Linked DNA regions of Ovis aries: region 1 is linked to region 2. A link is a contact called in public Hi-C data. All regions are on one chromosome and are shown on one strand. Each heading gives the region's core, a stretch centred on a gene start, on an enhancer-like site or on the middle of the called end of the contact. The rest is flanking DNA. Distances are from core to core; before and after follow the strand shown. Region 1 holds the start of SNRK (SNF related kinase). Region 2 overlaps LOC105603397 (a long non-coding RNA gene).

Evidence for each region. A called contact is a pair of places that touch in the nucleus more often than the background predicts.
Region 1: a contact with region 2 is called in a Hi-C map of mixed tissues, with 2.7 times the contacts expected there. The contact joins the promoter of SNRK here to the enhancer-like site in region 2. A contact is called at or near these places in 3 of 16 Hi-C or Micro-C datasets (hypothalamus, mixed tissues and tail adipose tissue).

What each region holds. Positions count from the first base shown.
Region 1 is chr19:15,218,835-15,224,700 of ARS-UI_Ramb_v3.0, reverse strand. It overlaps SNRK (SNF related kinase), which reads right to left and starts at 4,020. Exons shown (of 8, transcript XM_060402134.1): 1 at 3,928-4,020; 2 at 681-841.
Region 2 is chr19:15,091,445-15,097,321 of ARS-UI_Ramb_v3.0, reverse strand. LOC105603397 (a long non-coding RNA gene) reads right to left here. Exons shown (of 10, transcript XR_009597390.1): 1 at 4,153-5,877; 2 at 3,449-3,594. Among named protein-coding and RNA genes, the nearest start is that of POMGNT2, 48 kb to the right of the region's middle. Within about 2 kb of position 3,866, at least 3 of the 54 cell types and tissues checked have an H3K27ac peak or open chromatin away from gene starts, as enhancers often do.

The DNA of each region.
Region 1 (5,866 bases), core at 2,771-5,270, 130 kb before region 2:
CTAGCAGGTGGGGCACTGACTCACCAGGAATACAGGACGGCAACAAACATTTCCTGAGCATCTACCGCTTGCTGTTCTAGAGCGGAAGATCTGCCTCTAGCTCTGGGATTCTATGAATGGGAAGCAATTTCTATCCAACCCATTTGGATACAACAGGTATGGTATCCATTAAGGGGCAGCGAACGACAGTTCAGATTTTTCACATTTCTTCACCAGGACATTTCTTGGGTACACTGACTACGTATGAGGCCTAACACTGGTCTGGGGATACAGCAATCAAAGAAGAGGCATCTCTGCCTCCAAGGAGCTGACAGTCTTCCGGGTATGAGACAGGTAACTGCATGACAATAACTGAGAAACTGAGGCCAGTGAGGCTATGATTTGACCAGTTACATGTCCTGTAACCTACGTTTCTGGAGCACTGATTTCATAACTTCCATCACATTTCAGGCCCACGTGTAGTTGAGGGGTTGCTTGTTTGGACATTCAGACAGACACCCCTCCCACCAATCTTGCTCTGAGCCTGGAGACACTCCAGAACTGAAAGCAACATGGTGCATGGGCAGCCAGCGCCCTCCAACTCTGAAGCAACTGCTGCAGTCACAGGGCAGCGGTCTGGGGAAGAGGACACAACCAGTAAGGAGAGGGAGAGAGGCCTGCGTGGTCAGGAAAGAGCCTACCTGAGCAGAGGCCAAACGCTGGAGGTGCCAAAGGAGAATCTCAGAAGGCTCTGGAAGTAACCGCAGAGAAATAAACATTCAGGGAAGGCAGAGCAGAATCCTCTTTAGTCAGGTTCCTCCCCTTCCACCAGCAAGAAATGGTTTCCCACGGGATGGAAGGCCTCAACCCAAAGCAGATATACAGGAAAACAAGATGAGGAAATGATCTGCAGTGAGAATAACGCAGCTCCAGATTATCCAGACCAGACAACACATTTCCGGCGCTCACTCGTGAGGTCATTAAATCTGAGAGGTTTTATATTGGCCCTTCCCAAACTAAAACAAAATACCCAAACATGTCCTCCCCTTCCACCCCAAACCTACTGCCCTTCTTTGCCCCCTTCCTTTCCACAGCCTTAAAAAAACAAAAACAGCTGCGCTGTCTCTACCTCCTCAGCTTCCTTTCACCCACTTGGATCTAAATTCTTCCTCCACCATCTGACCTTGTCTTTTCAACCTCCCTAAACCCTTGGAGCCCTTTCCCCTCTTCTCTGCCCGGGAACTCTACCTGTCCAACACTGGTTCAACCACTGCCTTCTGTGAGGCATTCCCCAGTCAAATTGCCCAGGGGTTTTCCCTATACCTCATCACAGCATTTGATACTACTGTCATTGTTTTGATACACTGTCTCAGTGTAAATATAATTCACAATAGCCTGAAGGACAGGAACTTATTTTTATTCACTTTTCTATTGCCACACTCTAACCCAGGGCACCCAAAGTAGACAAAGGCTTCATGAATAAATGATCGTAAGTTTAGTTTACCTTCAAAACTGCTACAAACCACTCAATTCTTCCACCTAAATTGCTCTAAGAATAGACTTGCATAGACACATACACACTGGGAAGTATCTATATTCTGAATAATTAGTTTTCTTTTAACAGCATCTTGGCTATAAAGAAACTCTAAATTTTGGTGGTTAAGCCAACAGCTGGCATGCAGTAAAATCAATTCTTTAGAGTTCCTCATCTATGTTTTTAATTCCTAAAATTCTGATGTGGAAAATGCACCTTTCTCCTGGGCTGCTGCTGCTGCTAAGTCGTTTCAGTCGTGTCCGACTCTGTGTGACCCCATAGATGGCAGCCCACCAGGCTCCCCCGTCCCTGGGATTCTCCAGGCAAGAACACTGGAGTGGGCAGTGTAATGAATTCTTAGGCTCAGAAAACCTGCTTCAGAGAACCAACCAAGCCTTATTTATACCAATGCTTAGAACCTGGGCTGCTCAATAGCTTCCAAAATAGTTTTTTTTCCTTCTATTCAGTTTCACTTTCTATATGAAACACCCATAGTAAAGTTTAACACAATATTTCCTGCAACCAGTAAAAACATCTGAAAGCCCTTCAATTTTAATACGGACATTCAAAAGCCTTCATTTTAGGATTATGGGATTACATCTGAACCTTAACGGCCCAATGTATACTTCTGTTCTAGAAATAAAAATTATGTAACTTCTCAGTCCTTGTATGTTTTCTACAAATGGCTCTTACTGCAATAATACAGAAAAACTTACTCAGAAGAGCAGAGAGAAAAAAAAATACACAGAAAGTAACTTTTCTATACTAAAGAAAACGATTTTTTAAAATGCAAATTAAAAAAAAAAATAGGTGGCAAAGTTCCCTGCCAGGAAAACCTTAAAGATGGAGAAATGAGAAAAGTTAACTCAATGCACCTGGCTTTCAATTAGTATACTGCTTCAGTAAGTGACTTGCCTCAGTAAGTGACCTTGGCAATGTCATTTCTCTCATTTTTAGTTCTGTAGAATGGGAATGTCATCTGTTTTCCTACTAGAAACAATTGGTCGAATAAAAGAACCAACGTGATTTTTTTTTTTTTAAGAAACTTGTCTAATTAGTTTGCTTTAATCACCATTAGCACAGTACATTCCTCTTCAGGAATCCAATTCCAAGAAAAATATTTAAGCAGACGTTGAGGACAGATTTCCTTAAGGGAATGATTTTATAAATCTGGAGAGCAATGTAACAAGATTATAAATTAACAAACTGATTACATAAGCCTTGACAACCTCAGGCTTTAAAGTACACTGATACACATTCTGATAAATTAGACTGATTTGGGACTAGCGCCTCAACCCCACACACGGAACCCAAACTGAGGCATCTGGTGTTTGATAGGAATCAGGTGGAATCTGATCAAGACGCGAAACATTTGCAGTTCTATTACCTGCTAGCCACGCTTCACCTTTCACCATAAAACGTGAAACGCATTAAGTCAGCTTTACCACCTGCTCCTAAAATTGTGACAATGTACTCAATTAAATGGAATGGGGGGAAGTAACTAGATAGTGTGAAAAATCTTATACCCTTAGACGTCCAGAAGCTGAAGAACCCTACTGCTAAATGCCCCCTCACCCCCTCCAAATACTGGACTTGAACCGAACTCACTATACAGCTACAGAATTTTACCTGACCCAAGTGTTAAGAATAGCACAGCTCCAGGAACCCTACTCAGGATAAAAGGCTGTCACTTTCCTGAATCCCAAGTCCAAGCAAACGGAAGGAAGGGTTTTGTAAAACGGTCCAGAAAGGAATCAACAGGCGATGACTATGGAAAAGAACGGAGGTTTTCCAATCTGAAAAAATTCTAGCTGTCCCTCGGGAATGGCACTGCTCCTCCTTCCTTACCCCGATGCCCTTTCTCTACAGACAACAATATCCCCATTCTATTGTACGGCTGCAGTTTTAGCAAGAAATCCCCTTGCTGCGCCAGATCTCCAGATTCTTTTGAAGAAGGAAAACACCTTTAGTGAATAAAACACCGTACGAGAGAACCTGGGCGCGGGGATCCGCGGGCGCCGCACTCGGCCCGCTCCGGGGCGGGGCGCGGGGATGCGGGCGCCTCCCGAGGTGCCGCAATCCCGCCGCGGCCGCAAGGGCAGGGCCTCGGGGCGCCCGTGGCCGGCCGCCGCAATGCCCGCTCCCGTGCGGGCCCCGCCGCCGCCCGCTGCCTGCCGCCAGGCCATCAGGCCGCACCGCCGCCGCGCGGAGTCTGGGCCGCCGCAGCCCAGGGCCCGCGTCCTCCCCGGCCCGCGACGCGGGGAGCGCGGAGCGCGCAACTTACTTTCCGCCTGCGGCGGGCGCCCCAGCCCCGCCGCCCAGCCCGGCAACCGCTGAGGCCACTCGGCGGCGGAGGCCAGCCAGTCCCCCGCCCACGGCCGCCGCTCCCGGGTGCACTGCGCGCTCGCCCCTACCTCAGCAAGCAGGCGGGCTTCCGTCCGCAGCGGCCGCGGCGCCGACAACTCCCTCCCGGCCGCCGAATCCCCGCACCCAGCACTAATCATAATACCAAGCGGGCAGCCGGCCGCGGGGAGGGGGTGGAGGACCGAGACGCGCCTGCGCGGGACGCGCGTCATTGTGACGCAGGCGCCGGGGAGGGGCCGCAGCGAGGGCGGGGCGGGGCGCACCTGCGGGCTTCGGCGCGCGAGCTGCTGCAGGGCATCCTGGCAGCGCCTCGACCCCAGCGAGTCTGGGCTGCGGCTGGCGGTAGGAAGCGGGCGAGGCGCCCGAGCAAGACCAAGCTGATGAAGGAGGAAGCACTAGGGACACGGGACAATGGCCCAGAAAAGTAGCCGAGCCGTGGCGGAAATCGGAGGGAAAGGACCGGGTCCTCACGGGACTCTGCGTCTTGGGGCGGGGGTCTGAGGGCACCAGGCACTTCACCCTTCTAAAGGTTCACCAACATCCCCGGCCCAGGTTTAAACAAAGAGCGGGAAAAAAATATACGTTCACGAATACACGTACATATTTTTTTTTCTCTACAGTTTCTCTCTGGGAACCCAATTAGAAGGAATTGTGTTGATTTTGTGCTATTTTTAAAAAAGAGAAAAAAGCCCAGCATCTGAACACAGCGCTGGCTTTAAAAGTCAGCAGGAGACCCTTGCCTGGCCAGGCTGCCTCCTCTGGAAAAGCGTGAAAAGGCGAAAGGTCGTGAGAAGTATTAAAGCATGTCAAGTCAGGGACTCAGAACATGCCAGGCATGAACCGTGCCCTGGATGGTTCAGCGCCATGGTCACCAGGCAGGAGGCTCCCAAATGGAGCTTAGCGACGGCCAGAGTGTAGAGTCTGGGAGGGTGAGAGAGAGGGGCAGGCGCTCCCATCTACCATCCTTGGAAGCCTGGCGCGCCATGGAGATCAGCTGCCCTTGCTTTCTGGAAATAAGTGACACGCCAGAAGCCAGATTCTCCAACTTGCTTTTCCATTTCGGTTTCTCCCAGCCCTCCACCCCTCCCCCAGGAGAGGACCCCTAGCAAAAAAGGGCACAAACTGCCGCGTGGAAGGCAGGGGAGGGGGTGCGCTGCTTAGATGCTCCAAATGTGATTAGATCGACTGGAGGGAAAAAAGAAATCTAGATGGCTTGAGCAATTGTCTCTGCTGAGCTGCAAACGTCAGAAGCCTGTTTTTTTCAGACTGTCTCCTGGGCATCTACTTTGCATGTCTGAAGATGACTGGAAAGCAAGAGTGGATTGTTGGGAGGTACAAACACTGAGGGTAATAATGGAAGTTAATGGGGGCTTCCCAGGTGGCACTAGTGCTAAAGAACCCGCCTGCCAACGCAGGAGATGCAGTCCAGGAAGAGATGCAGGTTCGATCCCTGGGTCAGGAAGGGAGAAGGGAATGGCAACCCACTCCAGTACCCTTGCCTGTAGAATCCCATGGACAGAGGAGCTTGGAGGGCTACAGTCCATGGGGTTACACAGAGTGGAACGGACTCTGCTCTGTGATGACATAAATGTGAAGGAAATCCAAAAAGAGGGAATATATGTATAAATATAGCTGATTAACTTTGCTGTATAGCAGAAACACAACACTGTAAAGCAACTATACTCCAATTCTTTAAAAAAAAAAAAAGCAAAAATAAAATTAGAACAGTCTTGCTATAAAAGGTATCTAATAAAGGCTTATTATAATATATTTTTTTAAAGTGGGGGGGGGGCACGGTTAAAGGAGGACTCCAAGTTACCCTAACACTCTGGCATGGGGTGATGTCACTGGCTGGGAAAAGCCTTGGGCTATGGGCCTCTGCCCCTCAGGGCTGAGTCGAGGCCCCAACCTTAGGATAACACTGGCTTACAAAGACCTTCAAAGAATCATCTCACTTTGACACACATTCTAACTCTAGCAGTATGTTCA
Region 2 (5,877 bases), core at 2,617-5,116:
AAAAGTCTTATCCAACAACACAGTTCAAAAGCATCAATTCTTTAGCACTCAGCCTTCATTACGGTCCAACTCTCACATCCATACGTGACTACTGGAAAGCCCATATCTTTGATCATATTCAGGATACAAGTCCCTTATCAAATATATGATCGGAAACTATTTTTTTTCCCATTCTGTGGATTGTCTTCCATTTTAGTAGTATCACTTGAAGGAAAAAATAAGTTTTTACATTAACAAAGTCTAACTGATCTACCTTCACTTTTATGAACTATGCTTTTTGAGTCATGTAAAGAAACCATGTCTAAAAAGTCATGTCTAAAATGCTTGGTTAAGGGATTGGTATAATTTACCAGTGAATCCATATGGGCCTGAATTTTTCTTCGAGGGAAGTTTTAAAATCATGAATTCAGTCTCTCTACTTGTAAGTCTGTTCATAACGCCCATTTCCTCCTGAGTATGTCTTTATGGTTTGTATCTGAGAATTTACTCACTTCACCTTTGCCGTCTAACTTATGGCATATGATGATTCATGTCAGTCCCTTAAAAACCCTTCTGTTTTTGTAAGGTCGATAGTGAAGTCACACTTTCATTCCTGACTTTCGCTCTTCCTTTGTTCCTATTATAGTCCCTGACCATTCCTCTCTCCCTATCCCCGGTGTAGGCCTCGACTGTTCAGAAGGTTCTACCCCATCGATTGCCTTATAAACCAATATAGCTAAGTGCCAGTGGAAAACTGTCTTAGGCCAGCTCAGAAATGCAAAACCAAAACTTCTTGGTGCAACCAAGATGCTGCACCTTCAGCTGGCTCTGCCTCTGGAGGAAGAGAGGACGCCCCGCGGCAGCCGCCTCACCTCTTGCAGAATCTGCCTGGTCAACAGGATGATGAGGGGAGCGCCCGTTGGCCTGAAGTCCTGTCCCAGACATTTCTGACTAGGCTATGAGAGAGCGCTCTGAGCCTGGGGCAACTCGCCTTCCCCAGGCAAGCGTTCCCTGGTTTGATCTTGAGAGTCAAGCTGCCTGGGCTGAAATCCCGTCTTCATCTCCTTCTTCTCCTTCCGTGTGACCTTGGGCAAACTACTCAGTCTCTCTGTTCCTCGTTTCCTCATTTGTAGAACAGAGATAATACTAGTACATAGCTCAGGCAGCTGCTGAAACATATAACACACAGCCAGCCCTTCCAACTGTCCCCGGAAGAGAGTAAGCCCTCAAAAAATGTCTGCACTACGAACAAGTCTGGGGCTTCCCTGATGGTACACTGGTTGAGAATTCACCTGCCAAAGCAGGAGACGCAGGTTTGATCCCTGTTCTGAGAAGATCCCACATGCTGCAGAGCAACTGAGGCCGTGAGCAGCGACTACTACAGCCTGCGTGCCTGGAGCCCATGCTTCACAAGAGAAGTCACCTCAATGAGAAGCTCGTGCCCACAACTAGAAGGTAGCGCCTGTTTATCACAACTAGAGAAAGCCCGTGTGCAGCAATGAAGACCCAGCACAGTCATAAATAAATACACCTTTAAAAAAACAAGTCAGCCCCTTTTGAGTTCAGCCAGCGCTCCCAAGCCTGCCCTCTGCAGCTGTCATCTCTCCCAGCAGCAGGACTCTGCTGGGCTGCCATCCATGCCTCACTCTGTGCCAGGCTGCCCACCACCCCGGGCAGAACGAGGAGATGGGCTGGTGGAATCTGAAAGTGCGGCCGCTGAACTGTGTTGAGGGAGAGACCTGACTGGAGTCAGGAAGATCTGGCCCCGAGGCCTCACTCTGCCACGTGCTCTACATGAGCCTCCATGGAGACGAGTTTCTCAACCTCTGAATGTCGATCTGTTCATCTTTTAAATGGGAATAACAGTACCTACCCCTGTGTCAGGGGAAGATGCAGCTGCTAATCCCTGAGACCTGATAAACACACGGGCTGGCACATGTACTGAGGATTCATTTCAGATCACAAAAAGTGGTCCTTCTGCTGGTACCTTTTCTCCTGTATTGCAAAAGCTTTCTCTCCACCCACATCCGCCTGTTTCAAATAAAGGGCACACCACAGTGTCGCTAAATCAGGTCCTGATCATTGGTGGGAATGTAGACTGATACAACCACCATGGAGAAGAGCAGGGAACTTCCTTTAAAAACTAGGACTACAACTATCATGTGACCCAGAAACCCCACTACTGGGCATAAACCCTGAGAAAAGTGTAATTTAGAAGACACGTACCCCAGCGTTCACTGCAGCACTATTTACAATAGCTAGGACATGGGAGAAACCTAGATGTCCATCGGCAGATGAATGGATAAGGAGGCTGTGGTACATATACACAAGGGAATATTCAGTTCAGTTCAGTTCAGTTCAGTCGCTCAGTCATGTCCGACTCTTTGCCACCCCATGAATTGCAGCACGCCAGGCCTCCCTGTCCATCACCAACTCCCGGAGTTCACTCAGACTCGCATCCATTGAGTCAGTGATGCCATCCAGCCATCTCATCCTCTGTCGTCCCCTTCTTCTCCTGCCCTCAATCCCTCCCAGCATCGAAGTCTTTTCCAATGAGTCAAATCCCTTATGATTATACAGTGGAAGTGAGAAATAGATTTAAGGGCCCAGATCTGGTAGATAGAGTGCCTGATGAACTATGGAATGAGGTTTGTGACATTGTACAGGAGACAGGGATCAAGACCATCCCCATGGAAAAGAAATGCAAAAAAGCAAAATGGCTGTCTGGGGAAGCCTTACAAATAGCTGTGAAAAGAAGAGAAGCGAAAGTCAAGGAGAAAAGGAAAGATATAAGCATCTGAATGCAGAGTTCCAAAGAATAGCAAAAAGAGATAAGAAAGCCTTCTTCAGTGATCAAGGCAAAGAAATAGAGGAAAAGAACAGAATGGGAAAGACTAGAGATCTCTTCAAGAAAATTAGAGATACCAAGGGAACATTTCATGCAAAGATGGGCTCGATAAAGGACAGAAATGGAATATTACTCAGCTATAAAAAGGAATGCATTTGAGTCAGTTCTAATCAGGCAGATGAACCTAGAGCCTATCATACAGAGTGAAGTAAGTCAGAAAGAGAAGGAGCATGTTAATGCATATATATGGAATCTACAAAGACGGTACCGACGGTCCTATGCAGACACAGACATAAAGAATGGATTTTTGGACTCAGTGGGAGGAGAGGGTGGGACGATCTGAGAGAACAGCATTGAGACATATACCATATGTAAAATACATAGCCAGTGGGAGTTTGATGTATGATGCAGGGCACTCAAAGCCGGTGCTGCGTGACAACCTAGAGGGATGGGGTGGGGAGAAAGGTGGAAGGGGGGTTCAGGAGGGAAGGGACACATGTATGCCTATGGCCGACTCATACCAATGTACGGTAAGAGCTATCACAGTATTGTAAAGTAATTATCCTTCAATCAAGAAAAACTTTTTTAAAAGACACACACACACACACACACAAAACAAACCTGGTACTGTTTGAAGCCAAGCAGAGGTGACTTGGATGTGATGTGACCGAGGTTCAGACTGCATCTTGTTTCACCCAGAGTGCCTCCTCTTCAGCTGACGTTTGTGATCTTCATTCCCCTCGCATCCCTGGAGCTCAAGCTGCGAGCTGCAATCAGAACAAGTCTAAGGTTTCCAGTAAACTCAGTCTGTGATTCTTCCACTTACAGTGCCATTAGGGGCTGAGAGACGGAGCATGCTGTGAGGTGGTGCTGACGCCCCTCTCTCCCATCGATGGCCTGGGACCGGGGAAGTGGGACAGGGGGCGAGAGGACCAGTGCTCAAAGGAGAGCCACCTACGGCCCCATAGACAGGGCCTCACAAGGACCACCACTTTGCCTCCACAGAAAAACAGGCATTTTCTTCAGTGTAACCATCTCCAGGAGGCAAAGCAGAGTCTGGAGAGGGCCAGGGGCTGCGGCTCCGCCACTCCTCCAAGCTGGGGCCGAGCGGACTTGGCAGTAGATGCAGTGGGCATGGTTGGCAGCCCCAAGGGGCAAAGGGGCATTCTGTGCCATTTTCACGGAGTCACGTTTCCGACTTGATTGAAAGTGAAATCTTTAATAATGTATAGATTTTCAGTGACTGAAGCCTGGCTCTTGCCAAATCCTAGCATAAAGCATGTTTTTACAGCTGGGATGATAAATCCCTGAAAGACGGCACTTACCATGGAAACGCTGACACAGCCTTTCATTCCGTTCACAGTGATTAAAATCCTCATTTCAATTTGTTTTTCTTTATTTTGAGCTGGCGTCATTTGCAAGCTCCAGGAATACACCTCCCTGCGGTAGAAAACGAAATGCTGCCCTCTGTCAGAAATGAGATGGAACTGTTCTTCACTCACCGGAGGGCCGCAAATCTTGGCTTGGAGAATTGATGGAAATTCAGAGGAGCAGGACTTCATACTAGTCATCTTAACCAGCAAAGAAATTTCTGCAGGACTTAACCTTGTTTCCTAGGTAGAGTGAGGCAGGGAAGGGAAGGCAGCTAATACAGGGTTTGTTATCAAACCAGAGGCCACTGTGAGCAACTGGAGAGTCAGCCCACTGGGGGCTGCTGGGAGCCACCGTAAACTGGGCACCTCAGTCATCCCCCTGGAGATGCAGGCAAGCTCCTCATGGGCTGTGGGCTGCTGTCCATCAATTCTTAGGTACCTCTGGCCTTTCCAGGGAGAGATGCAGTTACTGGCAGCTGGAGAGCAGCCGCAGCTATGGTGAGACCCCAGGGGATACGGGCAGCCTCCAACCTGACTGCTCTCCCCGCTCCCCTCTGCTCCTTTGATTGTCCTTTCAGCTGACCCATTTGCAGGGATATTTTATGCCCTTGGAATTCAAGGGCATTTGTCTTTTGCTTATTCACAGCCTACAGTCTCTGCTGAACGGCTCGGTGATCCTGCCAACCAGATGCCTCCGAATGTCTTTCTCCTTTCCAGATCTCTAGACTGATAATAAAATCCATAATGGACCTGGCCACCCTTCTTAACCAGCCGGTGAGACTGCAGCAGAGCACCTGGTCTGAGAGCTGTCACAGCCGCAAATTTCCTCACAGTCAGCTCCGCAGATCTCCCGAGAACGTGGCCTAGAGGGAATAGGGCGTCTCCCCATTCTGCAGGCACAGTGTTTTGGAAAAGCATTTTCCAGAATGCGTCCTACAGACAGTGGGCAGGGATACTCCTCATGAGAGGGGTTCAGAGATCCAGTACTGTTGGTTACACTGCTGAGAACAGCCCTCTCTTCAGGGTCAAACTACCCACCAGCATCTTAAAGACTCTGAGAAGTATTACAGGGAAGAAATCCAATTAGCTTTGTTTAACTCTACGTTTTCCAACTTACTTCATCACTAGACCTCTTCCTGGTGGAAAATCTATTGCCATCCTCTGGCACTTCAGGTTGTGCTACACATAAAATGCCTTTATGTGTCTTTTTTTCCTTTATCTTACTGATTTTTTCAATGTTTTTGTTATACAAGCAGTACATGTTCATTGTTAAAAAAAAAAACCTTGAAATATGCAAATAAGCAAAAAGGAGAGGGGGGTGGGCACTGAGGCATAATCCTGTGGACTTTAGGGTTCTTTTCCAGTGGTGTTCCTTTGTGGAAAAGGGGTTTTGTTGTAGCAAGAGTCAATCTGCACTTCCTGGACTATGTTCAGCTCCATGACTCCTGATTCTAAGTAGCAGGTTTCTTTCTTTCTTTTTTTTCTTTTAAAGCACATATTTCAGCCAAAACAATGGCCACAGAATTGTTCTGAATGAGTTCCAAAACCTCCAGCGGAGGAAAATTCCTTTACCATATGTTGCACCTTTCATAGGGAATGGCAGGCTAAGAAAATCAACAAATTGGGAGGAAGAGAAAAAAATGCTAGACAGTGATTTCTCAGCTTCGTAAAAATATT